Regions from separate parts of the Macaca mulatta genome. Here region 1 is linked to region 2. A link is a contact called in public Hi-C data. All regions are on one chromosome and are shown on one strand. Each heading gives the region's core, a stretch centred on a gene start, on an enhancer-like site or on the middle of the called end of the contact. The rest is flanking DNA. Distances are from core to core; before and after follow the strand shown.

The links. Hi-C and Micro-C count contacts between places; a contact is called where the count stands out from the background.
Region 1: a Hi-C map of blood shows a contact between it and region 2, with 5 times the contacts expected there. The contact joins the enhancer-like site here to the promoter of MIPEP in region 2. A contact is called at or near these places in 8 of 14 Hi-C or Micro-C datasets (CD4 T cells, blood, cortical neurons and 4 more).

Annotation. Positions count from the first base shown.
Region 1 is chr17:4,919,551-4,926,426 of T2T-MMU8v2.0, reverse strand. It overlaps C1QTNF9 (C1q and TNF related 9), which reads right to left. Exons shown (of 5, transcript XM_077974277.1): 5 at 4,376-6,727. The coding sequence ends at 5,955. Among named protein-coding and RNA genes, the nearest start is that of C1QTNF9, 25 kb to the right of the region's middle. Within about 2 kb of position 1,881, at least 12 of the 40 cell types and tissues checked have an H3K27ac peak or open chromatin away from gene starts, as enhancers often do. A contact at or near this core is called in CD4 T cells, blood and cortical neurons, where this site is marked.
Region 2 is chr17:4,524,096-4,531,489 of T2T-MMU8v2.0, reverse strand. MIPEP (mitochondrial intermediate peptidase) reads left to right here and starts at 4,114. Exons shown (of 20, transcript XR_013407934.1): 1 at 4,114-4,430; 2 at 7,335-7,394. C1QTNF9B (C1q and TNF related 9B) reads left to right here. Exons shown (of 9, transcript XM_077974271.1): 7 at 1,514-1,588; 8 at 1,591-1,670; 9 at 1,673-2,468. The coding sequence ends at 2,287.

The DNA of each region.
Region 1 (6,876 bases), core at 632-3,131, 400 kb before region 2:
AGGTTTAGGGATGTTTTCCTCAAACGCAGTTTTCATCAGTCCCCGCCTTGCTGGGAACTCCCGGGGACTCCTGGCTGCACCACGGACACCCTCTTTTGCCTTTTGCTTAATACCAAGTGTAATGTGGCCCCTACTCCCTGGTCCAAGCTTCTCTCTCATGTCCCTTTGCTCCCCCACAGGGAGTCGATCCTGCTCTAGCGGGGTGTCTGCACCACCGTGATCGGCCTAACTTCTGGACCTCACATTCTTGAAGCCGGTCCAGCTCCACCGGCAAGGGTGGGGCCTCCCGGGCTCGGGCCGACTGGAACTTGCTTTGGCTAGCGCCGTTCTGCTCCCCAGTTGTTGGATGCCTCAGTCGGTGTCTTTCTTGGAACTATCCTCTCTTTAGAGAACCAGACCGACACAGAGTGCTCTTGTTTATCCCGGCTCCGCGCCCGGCTCCCGCGCCTCGCCTGTAACCTACAGCTCTGCCTCTGCAACCTTTGCAAACGGCCTCCTCCCTTCTTCCGGGAGCCCAGCGTCCTGCGCGGCGTCCCGCACCGCGGCGCCATCTGGCGGTGGAGCTCGGCACCTGCAAGCTGGAGCCCACGTTGCCTGGGGACAGTCCCAGGGGAGGGAGAGGAGGGTCAGGGTTCCCCTTTTCTGACGGGATGCTGGCTCCATTGCAGCCAGAGCTGGGGGTTCATCCCTCCTTTGTACCCACCCCTTTTCCCCGGAGTGCCTAGCGCTGGATACAGACTTGCAGGTTACTAATGTAAAATCAAAACCAGCTGCGGCCAAAGTGTAGCAAGTACTCATCACTGGTTGGGCGGTTTATGGCTTGTGAGTTCCCATTATCCCAGTTCAACCTTCCACAGCCCGGTGCCCTAGGAACTAGCATCCCCACTTTACTAAGGAGAACCCGGGTTCGTTAGACGTTAGCAGGTGAAAATGACAGGCCAGTAGGTGTCAGAACCATGACTCTGGACTCCAGCCTTCCGACTTCAAACCCTATGCTTTTAAAAATCATTCCATTTGCTTCACTAATTTTCTGTGAAAAATCACTGGTTTCCATAGTGGAAACTCACAAGTGGCAGCTGAGTGATTGGAGAACAATCGTTAGCAGACCCAGGTTTAAATTCAGAATCTGTAATTGACTTCCTGGAAACCATTAACCTTCTAGGGTGTCAGTTTCCTGTCCCCACCCCGCACTGTGCAAATCAGATCAAATGTGCAAGGGCGCTGTGGAAGAAAGGTTTCTCTCCTGTGTGTTTCTCCTCTTGTTTATTTATTTATTTATTTATTTAAAATGTATTCCAAGGGCAAGGAGAAACCAAATTTGAAATCCATTTGTCTGCAGTACACTTGACCCAAGTTTTTTTCTGGGATTTTGCTGTCTTCTCTGATGTCATAAAATCTAAACTAGCTGGGAAATTAAGATGACAAACACAGACTCTGCCTGGGCTCCAGGAGTGTGTCATGGGCGGCGGCAGCAGCAGCAGCAGCAGGACCTGCCATAGACCGTGTCATCCCTGTGACTTCACTCCTCTCCCTGATGTTGCAATGGACGCCCAAAAAGCCACCTGGTCCTGTCTTCTTCTGACTCCTGGGAGGGACCACAAAGTAGAGACTCCCAATATTTGCATAGTTCTCTGCAGTGTACACAGTGCTTCTTCATCACAGCTACACATTCCGCCTCTGCAACAACCTGGTGAGGTGGGTGTTGTCACACCCGTTTTACATTTGAGGAGTTGGAAGTTCCGATGTTCAGTAACTTGACAAATGTCTCATTCTAGTAAGTGGCAAAACTCAATTCTCAAACCCAGCTCTTTGGATACAGGGCTAGTCTTTCTCATTACACCAACACATACCCCACAAAATCTGCTCAGTCCTTGCACCAGCACTGTGGGGGCTGCCTGCCTCTGAAGGTGCAGAGAAGTCTCCCTCCTTCCTCCATGAGACCTCTCGCTCTTCCTCTCCCTCTGTCTTTATCTCTTGCTCTCCCTCTCTTTTCACGTTTATTGAGTGCTTATTACATTTGTCAAAAGACAAAAATTACAACAAATGTAGTTTAAAGATCTTAATTGGCTCTTATTTGTGATTCTAGAATTGAGCAACATTCCATTCCATAAAATAGAAAGAGTGTTTTGACAAGGCCAGCAGAGGGGGTTGACTTTATAAACAGAAAAAGGCTGAGGAAAACAAACAGGAAGCAGAAGGCGGGTTGGTTATTAGAAAGTAACTTTTCTCTAAAAGGTTAAAGAAGAGGGGGCTTCTTCCTGCTTGTTAAAACCGGCCTGTTTGGGGATTTGGCTATTCTCTCTCTCTCTCCTGATCTCTTGGAAGGTCAAATAAACAACTTAGTTTCAGTTTAGCGTCATGAATGTTTGGCAGGAGTAACTCCATTTTTGGTTTGCTCTGTTGGGTCTGTTGCAGGAGCTCAGCCCAAACCAACGGCTTCCTATAAAGTTCACTTAACAAATCTCAGACTTTATCCTAGGTGCTGGAGATACAACAGTGAACAAAGCATACATAAATCTTAGAAATTATCTTCTAGTGGAAGAAGATAGAAAATAAATTATTTGGCTGTTGGTGGTAAGTGCTAGGAAATTAAATAAGCCGTCATCCTCTCTCACACAAGTTGGTTCATTTAAGAAGAACCAAGTGAGATGTAGAAAGCCGGTGCAGTCTGTGTTTATGTGAAGCCGGAGGGGTCTTTACAGAAACGTAGATCTGATCCCGTCCTCCCCACCAAACACAAGCTCTTTTCCCTGCTTCCTGTGGCTCTGGAGACCCCTCCTCCCCCGACCCCTCCTTGGCTGAGCAGACTGCAGGCTCCCGGGCCTCTCCAGCCGTCCTCACCCTCAGGCCCCCTGAGGTCCCACTCACCGACCTGACCTGGTCCAGCCTGGACCCCGCTCCCTCCCCAAGGAGTTACTTGCCACTCCTGGGCTGGGCCAGGCCTGGTGCTCTGCCCCCAACGCAGGGCTTCCCTCCACCTATTCAGCTGCGGGAGCCCGGCTCAACGCCCTCTTCCTTGGGAGGTGGCTGCCGGCCCTCCCCACTGCCCCGATTTCAGACCCCATATTCCTTTCTTTCACAGCCCTGATCACAGCAGCAACTTCACCCTCCTTGGTGCTTTTGATTAATGATTGTCTCTACCCCTGGATGCTGGCCCCCAGGGCAGGACTTTATGGGATCTCTTCACCCAGCCCCAGTCCAGGGCCTAAACCCTGGTGGAATTCCCCTCAACACGTCACTGGACTAAGGACTCAAGGCAAATTGGCCCTAGGCGGTGGGAGGGGAGGGTGTGGTGGTTGTCTGCCCAACTCCAGCACTTTGTCTTGGAACTGAAAATTTGAAGTGGAAAGACCCAGTCAGAGGGAGTTCTGAGCCTCTCAGTACCGTTAGACACCCCGAGCTATTAGCAGGGTAATTTTGCCAAAGAAGAAGAGGATATTGAGAGGGAGGAAGAGAATGAGGGAAAGAGGAATGAGAGAATGAGACAGAATAAGGAGCAAAAAAAAGGAGAGAATGAGAGAGACAGGATGAGGGGGAAAGAGAATGAGGGAGAGAGAGGAAAAGAGTAAATGAGAGGGAATGACAGCGACAGAGTGAGGGAGAAAGAGAAAGGGAGCGACTGAGAGGGAGACAGGGAATGAGAGAGAGAACGGCAGAGACAGAGGGAAGAGGGAGAGGAGGAAGGACAGAAGGAGGGTGGGCTCACTGCTCTGAGGGCTGAGTGAGAGCTGAGGAAGAGCCAGGATGTCTTTTGAATCCCTGATGTCATCACACCCTTCCCTGGCCTGGCCCCCTCATGGGTAGAAACTCCTTGAAATTCACTTTATTATGATTGAGTAAGGTCCCTCAAACCCGCATATGCTTGTTTCTTTTTGGCTGTTCTTCTTAAGTCATGTTTCCTTGGCCTGTGGTTTTGATCCCATTCAAATTTCTCTCTCTTCAGATCTCTCACTCCATCTATGAATTACTTCCCCTTTCTCTCTGGCACTTCCCTCGTGGTTACCTCGTTAACACATAGGAATGTTCTAGTATTGTGTCCTGAATTGCTGGGCTGTTGGTCTTGCTGACTTCAAGAATGAAGGCACAGACCTTCGTGGTGAGTGTTACAGTTCTTAAAGATGGTGTGTCCGGAGTTTGTTCCTACTGATGTTCGGATGTGTCTGGAGTTTCTTCCTTCTGGTGGGTTCGTGGTCTCGCTGACTTGAGAAGTGAAGCCACAGACCTTTGCAGTGAGTGTTACGGCTCTTAAAGGCAGAGCATCCGGAGTTGTTCATTCCTCCTGGTGGGTTCATGGTGTCACTGGCTTTTCAGGAGTAACGCTGCAGACCTTCACGGTATGTGTTACAGCTCATAAAGGTGGCATGGACCCAAAGAGTGAGCAGCAGCAAGATTTATTGCAAATAACAAAACAACAAAGCTTCCACAGTGTGGAAGGGGACTAGCGGGTTGCTGCTGCTGGTTAGGGTGGCCTGCTTTTATTCCCTTATCTGGCCCCACCCACATCCTGCGGATTAGTCCATTTTACAGAGAGCTGATTGGTCCGTTTTGACAGAGGGCTGACTGGTGCATTTACAAACCTTTAGCTAGACACAGAGTGCTGATTGGTGCATTTACAATCCTTTAGCCAGACAGAAAAGTTCTCCAAGTCCCCATCGGACCCAGAAGCTCAGCCAGCTTCACCTCTCAATCCCCGCTCTAAACAGGACACCCCAAATGCTGTTGGGAATTGGGCGATGACCGTTCTAGCTACTTCCTGCTGGATAGGGGCAAAGAAGGGGCCCTGCAGTTGTAGTGTCCTCCAGAGGGGAGCTCTCTAGGCCAGTGAAAGGGCCAGCGGGTCAGTCCAGGGGTCCTCGGTAGAAGTTGTTAGCTCTATCTCCCAAAAGAGATGCTGAAGTCCTAACCCTCGGTGCCTGTACAGGTGACCTTATTTGAACATAGGGAGTTTGCAGAGATGATTAAGATGGGTCATACTAGATTAGGGAAGCTGTCCTTGTAAGAAGAGGAAAATGTGGCTGATACAGGAGGAGGAGGACAGCCACCTGAAGATGGCGGCGGGGACTGGAGTGATGCTGCCACCAGCTGCCAGAAGTTGGAAGCAGCAAGGCCGGATCCTCCTGCAGCCCCTTTGGAGGGAGCATGGCCCTGCTGCTGCGAGATCGCAAACTTCCAGCCTACAGAACTGGGAAAGTCCATTTCTGTTGTTTAAAGACTCTCACTTTGCGTACTTTATTAGGGCAATCCTAGAAAACAAACAGAGATTCACCACTGGCAAATAATGATCAAACAATGATTTGTTGGATGGAATGGTGATAAAAACCTAGGTTAGAAAATGAGCAAAGTGGGAGGCAGAGCACCAGGACAAATAGCTAATGCATGCAGGGCTTAATACCTAGGTGACGGGTTGATAGACGCAGCAAAGCACCACAGCACATGTTTACTATATAACAAACCAGCACGTTCTGCATATGTATCCCAGAACTTAAAAATAATTTGTTAAAAAAAGACAAAATGAGCAGTGTCTACAGCTTTCTGGAGCGTGACAGCATCACCAACTTAAAGCTGTTACTAGTACTGAATGGAATAAAGATTTCCCTTTACTTTCCCCTTACTGTCCTCAGAAACACAGATGAGGGATACATCCTCACATGACTCCTCAGAGCACTCAAATGGGATCAAAACACTCTTCCCACAAGAAACACACAGGCAGAGGATTCTTCAGATAATAGGAATAAGAAATGTGAGGTAAATTAGAATAAACCATGCAGCTATTTTCAATATTTACTCCTGGAAAGACAGTAAGTTAGACAGAATCAGTTTTGGGAATAACTTTTCCGTTTTCACCTTTTTATGATTATTGTAATAACTGGAGGAATTAGTAAAGGAAAACCATCTGAGTCAGTTCGTCCCCAAGCTGATTCTGAGATGGGGCGGCCGATTCATCAACTCTCCTGTCACGGGCTGCCAAACAGAAGGAACCCTGTGAAAGTTGTGTCATCGTCCTCATCAGCAAACAAGCCATTGAACCTGTCTCCTCCCGTCACCTGCAGCCACACCTCATCCCCCAGCTTCAGCTGCAGGACAAGGCCGCCAGAGGCCTGGTCCTCAGAGCTCATGTAAGCGTCTTTGGTGTGCAGTATTTTTACTCCATTTTTGACCAAAGACACCTGAACATTCCTGGAGAAAACAGTGATGTGGTAGGTGAAGTAATAGACCCCAGCAATGTGGCACGTGAACTTCCCCGTTGCTATATCATAATGGTTGAATTCATTATACAGGATCTTATCAAATTTAATGGGCACATCTGAAGAAGGAAACTTGCTCAGCACCGTGAGGCCCACAGTGAAAGCACTTTTTGGCAAGACTAGCGTCTCACCGATTTTCCCTTTCTCTCCTCGATCTCCTTTCCAGCCTCTTATTCCCCGGACTCCTGGCTCACCCTGGGGCCCCATGGGTCCAGCTTCTCCCTTGGGACCAGGCTTTCCAATAGGGCCCATGGAACCTGGTAAACCAGTTGGGCCCAAAGGCCCAATGTCGCCCCTTGGCCCCTCAGGACCAGTGGGACCCACATCACCCTTATTCCCCTTCTGCCCCTGAGGCCCAGTCTCTCCTCGGAGGCCTTTCTCTCCCATGGGCCCTGCAAGCCCCTTGGGGCCATGTTTTCCTGGGGATCCTCTTGAACCTTGATCACCTTTGATGCCTTTTGCTTCAACTTTTCCATCTGCTCCTAAATAGGGAAAGAGCAAACAAAGAGATGGTTTGTGAAAGATTCCCTTGTGAAAACTTTGGTTTTTCTATAATCAAGCTCACAAATGAAACAAACTAATGCACAGGTTCAGTATATGCCCAGAGTTTAAAATTCAATTACTCCATCTG
Region 2 (7,394 bases), core at 2,865-5,364:
AGGTTGAGGCTGCCATAAGCCATGATCTCATGACTGCACTCCAGCCTGGGTAACAGAGCAGGTGACCCTGTCACAAACAAAAACCAGAAAAAAAAAAATGTGAACTGTGTTTGTTTAGCTTGTGAGAGGGAAGCTGAATTTGGCCTGTGGTTGTAGTTTGCTGAACCTTGAACCTTGCAGTGGATGAGCACTGAGGAGTGAGACTGAGTTTTTGACTTGGTGCATCCGGCAGCACTGCATGGAGGAGGTGGCACTAGAACTTGTCCCTGATGGATCCCCGGGATGTAGTCACAGCGGCAAACTCGTGTCATCTTCACTTTGTGCTTTTTTCATGTGCTGACTCACCGAATGCAACATCCCCAGACACCGGACACTTTTATCACCCCAGTTCCATAGGTGAGGGAACAGAGGCACGAGGCTCACTAGCTTGTCTGATGTCCTGTGTGCATATGTGGTGGGGACAGAATGGAGACCCGGCATTTAACCTCAGAGTCCACACTTGCAACCACGGCTCTTTGGGATGGGTGGGGGTGCAAGGAAGCAGCAAGGTCTCTGTGGATGATGAACTGCTGGTGGGATGGATGGGTTGGGGCTGGGGTTGGGCAGGAGAGGGCAATGAATGCTTCGATGCAGGTTTTATTTTATGTTCACTCCAGGGAGGGGCTTTTTAGAGGATGTCGCATGACTAGGGTTGAGTGTCAGTTAATCTGCCTGTCTCCGCTCTGCAGAGTGCTTTCCGTACGGATTGACATTATTTCATAGCCAGCATGTTAGACTTAGATGGTAGGGTTGTCATTTCTAACATGAACCCTGACACTAACTTAGTAGACAGCAGTTAAAAGGTCTGTTGAGATGTGTGTGTGTGTCCATGTGCACACACTTGTGTAATTGGAGTAACTGACTTTCATTTATTTTATTTTATTTTTTGAGACAGAGTCTCACTCTGTTGCCCAGGCTGGAGTGCAGTGGTTTGATCACGGCTCACTGCAGCCTCAACCTCCTGGGCTCAAGTGATCCTCCCACCTCAGCCTCCTGAGTAGCTGGGACTACAGTTGTGCACCACCACGCCTGGCTAATTTTTGTATTTTTTGCAGACGTGAGGTTTTGCCGTGTTGCCTAGGCTGATCTTGAATTCCTGGACTCAAGCAGTCTGCCCACCTTGGCCTCCCAAAGTGCTAGGATTACAGGCATGAGCCACTGAACTGGGCTGGAGTAATTGAATTTTATTTTCTTATTTTTATGATTTTTTTTTTTTTTAAGAGTTAGGGTATTGTTATGTTGGCTGGGTTGGTCTTGAACTCTTGGCCTCAGGCAGTCCTCCTGCTGCGGTCTCTGAAGGTGCTAGGAGACCACCGCACCCAGATGGAGTAATTGAATTTTAAACTCTGGGTACATGTATACTGAACGTGTAGAGTACTTTGTTTCATTTCTGAGCTCAATTATAGAAAAACCGAAGTTGTTCACAAGGGAATCTTTCACAAACCATCTCTTTGTTTGCTCTTTCTCTATTTAGCAGCAGATGGAAAAGTTGAAGCAAAAGGCATCAAAGGTGATCAAGGTTCAAGAGGATCCCCAGGAAAACATGGCCCAAGGGGCTTGCAGGGCCCATGGGAGAGAAAGGCCTCCGAGGAGAGACTGGGCCTCAGGGGCAGAAGGGGAATAAGGGTGATGTGTGGGTCCCACTGGTCCTGAGGGGCCAAGGGGTGACATTGGGCCTTTGGGCCCAACTGGTTTACCAGGTTCCATGGGCCCTATTGGAAAGCCTGGTCCCAAGGGAGAAGCTGGACCCATGGGGCCCCAGGGTGAGCCAGGAGTCCGGGGAATAAGAGGCTGGAAAGGAGATCGAGGAGAGAAAGGGAAAATCGGTGAGACGCTAGTCTTGCCAAAAAGTGCTTTCACTGTGGGGCTCACGGTGCTGAGCAAGTTTCCTTCTTCAGATGTGCCCATTAAATTTGATAAGATCCTGTATAACGAATTCAACCATTATGATATAGCAACGGGGAAGTTCACGTGCCACATTGCTGGGGTCTATTACTTCACCTACCACATCACTGTTTTCTCCAGGAATGTTCAGGTGTCTTTGGTCAAAAATGGAGTAAAAATACTGCACACCAAAGACGCTTACATGAGCTCTGAGGACCAGGCCTCTGGCGGCCTTGTCCTGCAGCTGAAGCTGGGGGATGAGGTGTGGCTGCAGGTGACAGGAGGAGACAGGTTCAATGGCTTGTTTGCTGATGAGGACGATGACACAACTTTCACAGGGTTCCTTCTGTTCGGCAGCCCGTGACAGGAGAGTTGATGAATCGGCCGCCCCATCTCAGAATCAGCTTGGTGACGAACTGACTCAGATGGTTTTACTTTATTCCTCCAGTTATTACAATAATCATAAAAAGGTGAAAACGGAAAAGTTATTCCCAAAACTGATTCTGTGTAACTTACTGTCTTTCCAGGAGTAAATATTGAAAATAGCTGCATGGTTTATTCTAATTTACTTCACATTTCTTATTCCTATTATCTGAAGAATCCTCTGCCTGTGTGTTTCTTGTGGGAAGAGTGTTTTGATCCCATTTGAGTGCTCTGAGGAGTCATGTGAGGATGTATCCCTCATCTGTGTTTCTGAGGACAGTAAGGGGAAAGTAAAGGGAAATCTTTATTCCATTCAGTACTAGTAACAGCTTTAAGTTGGTGATGCTGTCACACTCCAGAAAGCTGTAGACACTGCTCATTTTGTCTTTTTTTAACAAATTATTTTTAAGTCCTGGGATACATATGCAGAACGTGCTGGTTTGTTATATAGTAAACATGTGCTGTGGTGGTTTGCTGCGTCTATCAACCCGTCACCTAGGTATTAAGCCCTGCATGCATTAGCTATTTGTCCTGGTGCTCTGCCTCCCGCTTTGCTCATTTTCTAACCTAGGTTTTAATCACCATTCCATCCAACAAATCATTGTTTGATCATTATTTGCCAGTGGTGAATCTCTGTTTGTTTTCTAGGATTGCCCTAATAAAGTACACAAAGTGAGAGTCTTTCAACAACAGAAATGGACTTTCTCAGTTCTGTAGGCTGGAAGTTTGCAATCACCGTAGCAGCAGGGCCATGCTCCCTCCAAAGGGGCTGCAGGAGGATCCGGCCTTGCTGCTTCCAGCTCCTGGCAGCTGGTGGCAGCATCACTCCCGTCCCCGCCGCCATCTTCAGGTGGCTGTCCTCCTCCTCCTGTATCAGCCACATTTTCCTCTTCTTACAAGGACAGCTTCCCTAATCTAGTATGACCCATCTTAATCATCTCTGCAAACTCCCTGTGTTCAAATAAGGTCACCTGTACAGGCACCGAGGGTTAGGACTTCAGCATCTCTTTTGGGAGACACAGTTCAGCCCAATCTGCCCTCTGATTCCCAAAGTCGATTTCCTTCCCATGTGCGAAATACATTTTCGCCCCATCTCAACATTTCCAAAAGTCTTACCACTTTCCGCATCAACTCCCCCCATCTACGTCATTAAATAAGCTACAGAGGAGACCTCCTGGGTGATTCATCCTGTGGCAGAATTTCTCTCCATGTGTGATTCTGCGAAACCAGAAAAGTTAATCCACTTTTAAAAGACAGTGGTGCGGGGCGGGGGCCGGCGTAGGGTAGACAGTCCATCCCAAAGGAGAGAAAGCGGGAGGAAAAAAGGGATCACGGGTCCCAGACAATTCTGAAACCCTGCAGGGAAAATCCCATTAGACTGCTTTCACTGTTTGCCATCTAAAGTTTTTAAATGAGCTATGCAAGAGTAAAAAGTTACTGGGCAGAGACACCAAACAGAGAAGTGCAGGATGAATTTACCAAGAGAGTTGGTTAAAAGGGAAACTTCTCCTTCAGGCCTATGGCGGGCATTTCTTGTTTACTCAAGTACCTACCATCTCTCAAAAAATATCTAATGTCCACCGGAATTCGAATATATCATGATTTTGCCCGCGCCCAGCCCCCTAGTCACTTGGGAGGGAAGCGCAACCCTAGCCTTTCCTCACTCTGGACACAGGGGGCGGTAAACCGCGACGGCGGCTGAGAAGGCAGGGCAGCGACGCTCTTGCTCTCTGGACGTCAACGTGCCCTCGTCCTGAGGCCACGCCCAGACCCGGAAGCGGAGCCGTCACGTGGGGCGGCGTGGGCCGCTGCCTTGGAAACGCGGAGCCGCGCTCCCGGCGAAAGCACCAGGGCAGGGGTCTCGCGTGGGAGGAAGGGAGTGCTCCGGGGATAGAATGCTGTGCGTCGGAAGGCTGGGCGGCTTCGGAGCCAGAGCAGCAGCTCTGCCGCCCCGGTGGGCGGGCCAGGGAAGCCTTCAAGCCGGGATCCGGGCCCGAAGGGTCAGCACCAGCTGGTCTCCCGTGGGCGCCGCCTTCAATGTCAAGCCCCAGGGCAGCCGCTTGGACCTGTTCGGCGAGCGCCGGGTGAGCGGCGCAGGAGGAGCTCCCCTCAGTCCGCGAGCTAAGCCGACCTCTGCTCCGCGCGGCCAGCGACACTCAGGGCCAGATTGTTTGGGCCTGGGAGGAGGCGGGCAGCGAACCCACCTCGTACAGTGGCGTCTTGTGTGCCCTCTCGATAAGGGCAAGGTCACCTCTGCTTTGAGGGGCCGGGTTTAGTGGTCTCCTCCCCAGAGTGTCGGGTCCGGGAACTGCCTCTGCATGAGCCACTTGCTCCACGTGAATCTGAATAGTTCGTCCTGATGGTGGCGGTGAATTCGGCCTGCCAGGACCCGCCCTCTGCATACATGCACCCGCACACCCGCTAAAGCCCTTTAGTTCCAGCGCTACAGTCTTGCCTTAGGAGGCCTATCCCTGTGCCTTCACAGGCGGTATCGCATGGTCTTTTTGCAGGGACACGGCTGCCTGTAGTCGAGTAATGGTAATTTCATTGATACATGAAATTCCATCGCCTACTAATTTATTTGAAAGCTTTGGGCTTTCTTGTTTTAAAACACAAAACCCTGTTGCGAGGAGTCTGACTTGCCATAGTGCCATGGAATTGGTCACTTGGATTTCTTACCCCAGGAAGTCACTAGAGTGCATTGTGTAGTGGAAGGTGAGAAGGAGGCAAGGTTGGAAGGGACTTACCTGATGCCTGTTCTACTTGGAGTTTGTATATTTTGTCCGTTTTAGGTTAAGGATTACTTTTATTTTTGCTTTTTAAAATTTCATTGTAGTGTATTGCCTTATAAAGAGGAGTCTAGGGTATTGCACTGAGCTAAGGTGTATTATTCTGGTTTTATCTCCATTATCAGCTTTGTCTGTTTTAAAATTATTTTGTGTGAAATTTGCCACACCACCTTCCTTAAGAGTATGCAATGTTGGTATTAACATAGTTGGTGTGAGAACTGCTTGTGGGCGCTGAGGAGAAAGACGTGAGGGGAAGCCTGATTTTGGGTAGATGAGATGTATCTAATTTTAGCTTTTATTTTTCCCTTTTGTATCTTGGTACTCAGCACCGATAGCAGATTTTCAAATTTGTGAATTGGTTTTTGCCTTGGAAAAAAAGGTTTATTCAGTTTTTTAGCATTACGAAGGTCACTGGTAATCCGAGAGTTAGAATTCCCGAGGGCAACGCGGCAGTAGGGCAGGTTGTACTGGGAAGTGGAATTAGTCTGCGCTTGAATCAAATTAAATCAATATAAAGATGACATTTGTTTTTAGTCCTGATTCTCTTTTGTCCCCCACTGACTCTCTTTTATTTTTTTAACTTGTAATATATTTTGAAGAGAGATTAATAGCTTAACTTCATCCATCCCTTGTTGTAGAAACAGTAGGCCTCATCAGGCCTGAAGGGTTACCTGCTGCTATTTCTGAAAGTGTGTGTGCTAAACACCTGCCAAGTTAATTAACAAAGCCCAGCCTCTGCTGCGGTCATTTGTTTCCTACATTGAGTTCCCCCCATATGTTAGACGTTCTGTTGGATAGCTGGTTAAAGAAATGAAGGGCAGCGCTCTTGGGTCTGGAAGCTCACCTTTTCAGGAGAGAAGACTTTCAAACAGATTGTAATTGAGATTGTAACTGTAATAGAGAAGTATGGAAAAGTGTGGGCTTTAGAGATGTACAGAGCGGGTTCGAGTTCTGGCTTTGCCAATATTAATTTGTGACCTCAAAGAAGTTTTTTCTAACCTCTTTTTTTTTTTTTTTGAGACGGAGCCTTGCTCTGTCACCCAGGCTGGAGTGCAGTGCCTCGATCTTGGCTCACTGCAAGCTCCGCCTCCCGGGTTCACACCATTCTGCTGTCCCAGCCTCCCCAGCAGGTGGGAGTACGGGTGCACGCCGCCCGCCCAGCTAATGTTTTTGTATTTTTGGTAGAGACAGGGTTTCACCGCGTTAGCCAGGATGATCTCGATCTCCTGACCTCGTGATCCGCCCGCCTTCTCTAACCTCTTAAAGCATGTGTCCTAATCTATAAAAGAATGATACTCTGTTCTGTAGGATTGTGTGATTGAAATGAGAACCTGTGTAAAGTAGCAGGCGCACTTCATGGTATGCGGTAGGTGCATATTAAATGCTTTTTTCCCTGCCTTCCTGAGTATGCTAACAAGTGTGATTGAAGAGGTAACAAGAGAATGGTCATTGCCATTAGATCAGTGATTTTTATTTTTATCAAGATATTGAAATGTCTTTGGAACGTATAAAATTTGCTCCCAGTTTCAGCCTATGATTTTAATATGTTCATTAAATTTTTCTAAAATATCTATTGCTTCGTGGTCAACTCATCCTCTCTCTTTGATAGTTGTAGAATAATTGGTACTGTGTACTGAGATCTTACTCTGTCAGATATTGCTTTTAGTACTTTACATATCCTTAGTATGTGTATCCCTGCTGTAAGATATGTATTGTCATTCCCATTGTACATGATGAAAAAATATGAGGCCTAGGAGGAGAAATAACATGACCAGGGTTATAAACTAATAATAATTATGGCTGACATCTATCTATCAAATGCTATGTGCTAAACACTGCTATATATATATACACACACAAATACACACACACATATATATTTACATATATTATCTCATTTAATTCTTGCAGCCACTCTTAGGTTCTGTAGAAGTGACAGAGCTGGATTTTGAACCCATATCATTTTTTTTTTCAGAAAATAGTTAAAAATTGAAGAAAAATTATGTTCTGGGAACATTTTTAGTGTAATTTATGTGGAGTGATATGGGGAGTATGATAGTAGTATCCGTGATCACAGGTATAACATGATACCCCAATGAAAGCCAAGATTTCCTTTGTGATAAAAGTAATTTTAGTAAATATCAAAAAAGCACAGTTTTGAATTTTGGTTATAAATCAGACGTATTCTTTGGTTCTAAGGGTCTTTTTGGAGTTCCTGAGCTCAGTGCCCCAGAAGGATTTCATATTGCACAAGAAAAA